2 separate regions of the Mus musculus genome follow, and region 1 is linked to region 2. Evidence: chromatin contacts called from public HiChIP or PLAC-seq data. All regions are on one chromosome and are shown on one strand. Each heading gives the region's core, a stretch centred on a gene start, on an enhancer-like site or on the middle of the called end of the contact. The rest is flanking DNA. Distances are from core to core; before and after follow the strand shown. Region 1 has its middle 78 kb from the start of Gm41389. Region 2 overlaps Ano6 (anoctamin 6).

The links. HiChIP or PLAC-seq counts read pairs in DNA pulled down with a chosen protein or histone mark.
Region 1: a FOXA1 HiChIP or PLAC-seq map of pancreatic cancer cells shows a contact between it and region 2. The contact joins two enhancer-like sites. A contact is called at or near these places in 1 of 115 datasets of contacts at active chromatin or transcription factors (pancreatic cancer cells) and 1 of 9 other capture datasets (liver).

Annotation. Positions count from the first base shown.
Region 1 is chr15:95,987,586-95,991,277 of GRCm38.p6, forward strand. No RefSeq gene overlaps it. Among named protein-coding and RNA genes, the nearest start is that of Gm41389, 78 kb to the left of the region's middle. Within about 2 kb of position 2,101, at least 14 of the 459 cell types and tissues checked have an H3K27ac peak or open chromatin away from gene starts, as enhancers often do. A contact at or near this core is called in pancreatic cancer cells, where this site is marked.
Region 2 is chr15:95,808,639-95,812,225 of GRCm38.p6, forward strand. The region is part of intron 1 of Ano6 (anoctamin 6); the gene reads left to right. Among named protein-coding and RNA genes, the nearest start is that of A130051J06Rik, 6.0 kb to the left of the region's middle. Within about 2 kb of position 2,028, at least 17 of the 459 cell types and tissues checked have an H3K27ac peak or open chromatin away from gene starts, as enhancers often do. A contact at or near this core is called in pancreatic cancer cells, where this site is marked.

The DNA of each region.
Region 1 (3,692 bases), core at 851-3,350, 180 kb after region 2:
GAATGAACAGATGTTTCTCAAAAGATGAGACACAAATGGCCAGTAAACATAGGAAAATATGTGAGTGTCCTCCATGGGGGATATTACAGTGATATTGCACCTTACCCGAGGTAGAATGGCAATCATTACAAAATATATAACAACAAATATTCAGGAGGATCTGGACATATGAGCACCTTATACACTATTCTGGGAACTAATCCAGTCACTGTTGAAATCAATATGAAGGTCTCTCAAAAAAAAAAGGCAAATTTAACTAAAAACATTAACAAAACCACTATATGCTCAGCTATACATACCACTCCCGAGTATTTATTGTAAAGGATTAAGGCCAACATAACACAGAGAAACTAGAACAGTAATGGATTAATAAATGGTACATATGTGTATAATAGAATCTCTTAGCCATCAAGAAGAAAGCTATTCAACTGGTGATAATCCAACTGGATAACTGGATCCAACTGGTGCTAAGCAGCTGAGCTAATCAAGACGGTCTTAGAACAACAGACATCTGTGCTCCCTCATAGCGGTTCCGGATGTCACATAGACATGGAACACCATGCATGCTTATATGATATTGAGACACTAGGAGTTAGAATGTGCTCCCTGGTAGGCAGACAGACAGGAGAGGGGTGTAGCTAGGGGATAAAGCTTTCAAAATGGTGGCTCCTTCTTGGCCTGAGACAAAAGCCAGACAGCTTAAAACCAAGACATTGTAGGCTTTTCCATCCATTAGTAAGCCCCTGCTTATGGACTGGAGTTCAAGACTGCATCAAGACTCTTGACACAACAGCTGTGGGCCAATCAACCATTCAATCTTTCTTCAAACTGGACAAGGATAAATTAGGAGAAGACCCTTCCTAGACTTTAAGAACCCCAGTCCGTGAGAAGAGATAAGAGTCCCCTTCCACCTCTGCTTTGCCAAGGGTCTTTTTTTCTTTTCTTTCCCACATGCCCGCTGCATGTTCCTAACTATGGATTCTGTCTTCTTCTGTTCACGGTGTGTGAGATTTCTCCACAGCTACCCACCACACTCAGGATTTTTCCTGCCTTTTAATTCTATAACGCATTGAGAAAATGAACTGGTAAGACTCCTAGATGGTGACAATATGAAAATAGCAAAACCATCTGGGGAAATAAGAGTTCTCGTGGAAGTGGGGGTGGGGGAAGTAGAGGCAGTATGAAGCAGATTGTGTTCACATACAATATATACAAATGTCAGTACATAGTACAATACCAGTGTACAATGAGTATACTTGATGAAAAGTGAACACACACACGTACACGCACACTCTTAGCTGCTAAATGATCCAGCTCATCTCACATGATTACTCCAAGACCGTTTAAATAGCCAAGGCCTGGAATCAATCTAAGTGTCCATAACAAACAAATGGATAAGTAAGATGTATCAAACATACACAATGGAGTATATAACTCAGGCATGAAAAAAAAATGAAGTTCTCTAATTTCTAGCAAAATAGATAAAATGGGGCGACCTTGTGTTAAATGAAATGAGACAGACACAGAGAAGTTCAGAGGAGATGGCTCATTGGTTAGGGGCACTTGCTGCTCTTGCAGAAGGTGGAGGTTCAAATGTTAGCACTCACATGGTGGGCCACAACCATGTGGCACTGCAGCTACACACACAGACATAGACACACACACACAAACACACAAAAATATAAATGAAAGATTTTTTTTTAAAAAAAAAGCAGGCACAGAAAGAAAAGTTTATTCTCACAAGGAAAGCTGGGGAGCGAGAGGAAGCCTACCTAACGGCTGCAAAGATGTTACTAGGGATTGGGAGGGCTGGGCCATAGCGCCCTGGATGTGTGTATGAAAACAGCAACTCCAGTATATGTAGATAAAACATCCTATTAAAAATATCTTGATAAATTCATTTCACTTCATTTCCTCCTTATCAAGTTGAGAGGATTTAAATATCAGATTTATAAATGTTTATCTCTGGAAGTACTTTAAAAAAAATAGGGGTATATCCCCTATTTACTCTAATTATCTAGAGGCTGAATAGACAAGAGACAGTGGCCCGATCATGATCAGAAAAGGACTCTGACTCATAGCCTGCACAGAACACAAGCTTTTATCTACACTAGCCAGCCCAGGTGGCTCTAAGCCAGACGTACACCATCTCCAGTGACATTCCAAGTAGACAAACAGGAACTTTTGTAACAACCAACCTGATATTGCCAGGACTTGACTAGTAACTGACATCCACCCCAACTTTTGTCTCCAGTTGCAACCTAGAAATCAGGGAATGCAACGCATGTGTCCTCACCCAACTCTACAGTACACCAGGTTCCAGCAGCTGCCAGTCGCTTCCCTGTCAACAGCCTCCAGTCACGACACACCTGTTGCTTCCTCGTTTTCTGCACAACTTTCCCACACCTCTCAAAGTTTGCGAGTGTCTGCTCAAATAGAGGTGATGGCGGTTGACTTCCTTGCTATAGCAGGCTGTGGGTCGATAGTCTTACATTGTTATTATTTGGTTGGATTTCACATTGCTAACAATGCAGAGGGGGTGGGCGTTGTTAGGTGTGTAGGGCAAATATTGAGGAGCTTTAGTTTTGGCTAGCTTCCACCCTGAGTCACAGGGGAGGGATTCTGATAGCTGCCAAGTGGATCTTCCAAAAGTGTGTATCAAGCCATTAGGCATGTGAACTCAACAGAGAAATTGGGAGTCTAAGGGAGGTTTCAGGGGTGGAGAATGAGAACAAGAATCTAATCTTTGCCCTGGTGAGGACTCTGCTGCTCAGCTCTCTCTGTGGTGCTCTTTGAGTTTAGCCTATCTGATTCAATGGAGAGTTTGGTGATTGTTGTGAGTAATATTAAAAAATGAACCTAGCAACTCTCCATGAGCCAGACTGCACTCCTGCACTCCTGCCAGCCCACCAACTCTCCGGCCACCCTGGTCCACACTGCTATGATCAGGTGCTTGTCCCTGGCACCGCTAGTTCTTCCTTAGCCATAAACTCATGTAATCAGGGATCCCACATTCCAGTAACTAAATGGAACCACCAACCTCGAGGTTGCATATCACAAGACCCAGTAACTCGGTAGAATCAAGACTCTTAAAGCTTAATTAACCAATCAGATTTATATATCAACAATATCACAGTTTACAAGATGCCAATTCAATAATTTCAGAGCCAATTGATAATGGTAAAAGCTTTATCCCAATATTTCTAACCTTGTGAAATCATAGCTACTTGTGGCTGGAAAACATCACGTGGGTTCACATCCCCAGCCATCTTGGTTCCCCCCTACTCTAAGATGCTCCTTCTCTCTGGGTCTCTTAGCTCTTCCTCCCTTTTCCCTGTCCAATCACAGGCCTCCCACTGCCCTAATGTGATTGGACAGGGAAAATCCTGCAACAGGTGACAGTTCTCACAATAGGGACCTATGGTGTCACATTCCTGAGCAGAGGGGAATAGCACAGGCCTCGCATAGAGCCTTGGACTATGTGGAACATCAGAGGATAAACAGTGGAAAACCATCCTGGGGTGACTGGTGAGGACCATTTCCTTCTGGGATGTGTTTTCTTTCACATGTAGGTGGCCCCTCAGACTCCTGGTTTCCTTCTTGAAATGATGCTACATATGGAACATTTCACAATGCTCGTGCAATTTCAATTTTCTTGCTTAGCCAGCTAGAAAAAAATGCCTGGCTGTTGC
Region 2 (3,587 bases), core at 778-3,277:
GGTGGTGCATGGCTACAATATAACAGTGTTTTCTGGACACTGCAGGGCCATTGTGCATATGAAATTTACAACAGTGGAAGTAGCCTGCACAACCTGTGCACACTATAAGGCCAGATGAAATACCAGCGTGCAGGGCAGAGGTGTGTGTGGACATTAGGTATCAGCAAATTGATAGTTCTGGTAGATGAAGATTCATTGTATTTTTAACGAAGGGTGTGGCCCCTGATGGTTTGTCTACTCTCTCGTGGTGAAGGTCACATATCTAAGAGTATACGGGCAACACAAACTGTGCTCCGTATGTTAACAAAAAATGGAGGGTGTAATGTTGGGTGGGTAAGAAAGGGGGTGTGGATCTGAAAAGAGTGTGGGTGGGTATGATCAAAACACACGCTATGCAATTCTCAAAGAACTGATAAATGAAGAAAGAAAAAAGAAAGCATTCTGGCAGCTTCTGTTCTCAGACGCCCAGCAAGTGGCTCTTGTGGGATCCTAGAAGGTTCTCCAGACCACCTTTGTGGGCAGGTGTCAGTCAGTATTCCTACACACCAGCAGTAGAACTACCTCAGCCACAGTTGGAAAGGGTAATACTTCTTATTCAGTTGGAAATGAGACGATTTCTTTTGAAGCTTTGTGGTATCTTGTAGTGATGTCATCTGCAATTTTAATCTACGGCCATGTAATTTTTAATATACTGTTTGGTTTTTTAATATAAAAATCAAAAGCATAACATTTTTTTCATTGATTTGTCATATTAAAAACAAAGTTTAAATTGATTTTTTTTCCTCCTTCCTCCTTGAGTTATTATTGTTGGTGGCTCTTTTATAGAAAATACCTTCCTGGCATTAATCTGCTTTTTTTTATTGTCCTCCTGGCAAATGTTTTTCAGATTTCTGTCTAGTACACAGCAGCGGGAAAGACTCATTAGGAGATTTTTCGGATGTTGAAATCTCTGAATAAAGTAATGACCCTGCTACACACTGACTTTCCAACCTTAGCAAGCTGTTGGTTCTTCAGAGCCTTTTGTATTTCCTGCTATGAAGGTAAAATGAGATAGTCTATGCCCATGGCTTGGCATAGAACCTGGGGCTACTGGCTATTTATATTGGCCCAATAATGTAAATCTTCTGATTTCAAATGAAACTACTGTGATATATAAAATACCTTAACTATAGCCATTCATTGAATGGGCTCTCAGCTAATTATACTGCTTATAGAATAAATCTGTTAATTATAATTTTCCATAGACCCTCTTGGGTGGGATTGCAGAAGTTAGATTGACATTCTAGTAAAAAGGAAGGCCCAAGATCATTGCATTGACGGTGATAGCACATGCTGCACTAATACTGCTGATAAGCATTACCTGTGTAACAGAGCTAGGGCCTGGAAATACCAAGAGGGAAATTAGCGTGAAGCAATGAATTCCTAAGTCTGTCTGAGTGTAGGCACACAGTACATCTTTAGTTAATTTTTATTCCTCTGGTGACTTCATTCAGTGAATACTGGGGCTCACTGTTCTTAATGTTGTAGTAGGAATGAATTAAAATGAATATATTCATTTACCTTCTGCAGTAAATGATTCTGATCGGGACCATTCACCAGCAACCTTCTTTGAAACCAGCGAGTGACTGAAACCCAGGGGAAGTTTGTTTTGTGGTTTTGGGGTTTCTCGCACTTTCCCATATTAATCCTCTTGGAGTTCTTCAGGATTTTTCTAACCTGGGTCAATAGAGTGCTTGAAATACTTCTATATTTGAGAACTCAAGTCAAAGCAAACATTGCCACGGGAAGGCGAGAGCAGTGGAGATGATGTCCTTGGCCTTTGAGGAGAAGCCGAGAAGGGGCCTGTGCTAATATGGAGGTGGATAGACAGGTAGTCATGGTAGGTTTGGGGAGTTGGTGCTTATAAGTTAATTAAGCACTTGGTGATCTCCCAAATATAGACTTGTTTGCTTAAGAATACTTAAAAGTAAACAAGGCAGTGGTTGGCATGATTGCAGACTAGATGACGTCACCTGGCTCAGTTCTGTCTTTATAAGGAAGTCTGTCCTTTAGCCCAAGTCTGAAGCTTGTGTTCCAAAAGCACTGGGGATGTGAGTGGAGAGTGCAGCATTTCTGCCATGATCTCTCACCTAGGCTTGCAATGGCCACTTCTGTCTCAGGTGAACATTGATCCCGTGGTGAGCCTTACCTTCATGACCTCATCTAACCCTAATTACCTTCCAGAGCCCCCAGGGAATAGCATCGGGTTGACAGACAGGATTTCATGTTATGAAGTTGGGGAGGATACAGTTAGTCTCCATCCCCCCCTCCCCCCCTATGTTATGTTGCATGCATAAACAAACAAGAGCGGTATAACTGCTTGAGTAGCTAGTATCCTGGCATCTTAGTAATTTTATTTCAATTTGTTTGTTTGAGACAGGGGTCTCATGTAGCCCAATCTGGTCTCAAATTTTCTATGTGTTGTAGACTGACCTTAAATTCCCCATCCTCCTGTATCATTTTGAGTGCTAGGGTTGCTGGTCTATGCCACCAGGCCCAGCTTAGATTTTATTTTTAAATGTGTATTATCTTATCTCTATTAAATTTACTTGGTCGGCTCGACAATTCTGCTGCACTCTCCCTGAGTAGAAAGCTAGGTAGATAGTGTAATGAATTAACAAGAGGAAAAAGCCAACAGTAGATTAAGACTGGTATGAGGTCACTTCCTTTCCTGACGTTAGTAGGATCGGACCTGGCTTCATTGGGTGACCTTGTGGCTCAGTTAGGGCAAACATGTCTTCTTAGGACAAGCGTATGAAGTTGGGAGGACATCACTTTGATAGATGAGGGAGCTGAAGTACAGGGTGACTCTACTTCTGTGTCATAGTCTTGCCTCTTCCTTAAGAAACATATACAGGCACAAGACTCTATTTTCTTTTGTGTTTAAAAGACTACATGGGAGGATGAAGAATGCGTGAAAGCAGGAGCTTTTTAGGAAATCAAAATTAAAGTAGGGGTTTGGAGTTAATTGGTGTGATGGGTTTGTATATGCTTGGCATGACTACTAGGAGGTGTGGCCTTGTTGGAGTAGATGTGGTCTTGTTGGAGGTGTGTCAACTGTGGGTGTGGGTTTTAGTACCCTAGTCCTAGCTGCCGGAAGTGAGTCTTCCTCTAGCAGCCCTCAGATGAAGATGTAGAACTCTCACCTCCTCCAGCCCCATGTCTGCCTAAATGCTGCCATGTACTCACCTTGATGATAATGGATGGAACCTCTGAACCTGTAAGCCAGCCCCAATTATATGTTGTCCTTTATAAGACTTGCCATGGTCATGGTGTCTGTTCACAGCAGCAAAACCCTATCTAAGACAATTGGCCTGAAGGACTATGGAGGGTGAGCCTCACACAGAGCTGAGACAAGGTGTTACCTCAGATTGCTATTGTGTCAAACTTACAATTCACTGCAGGTCACCTGAGCCCCCAGAGTCTTCTGAAGTGGAAAGTGTTGCTGGAGTGAAAGCTGTTCCTCTAGTCAGCTGGCAGCCTTGACGTGGCGCATCCCGCCTCTCAGGCCCTCACCTCCTCTAACAATCACCAGTGTCTCTGCCTGC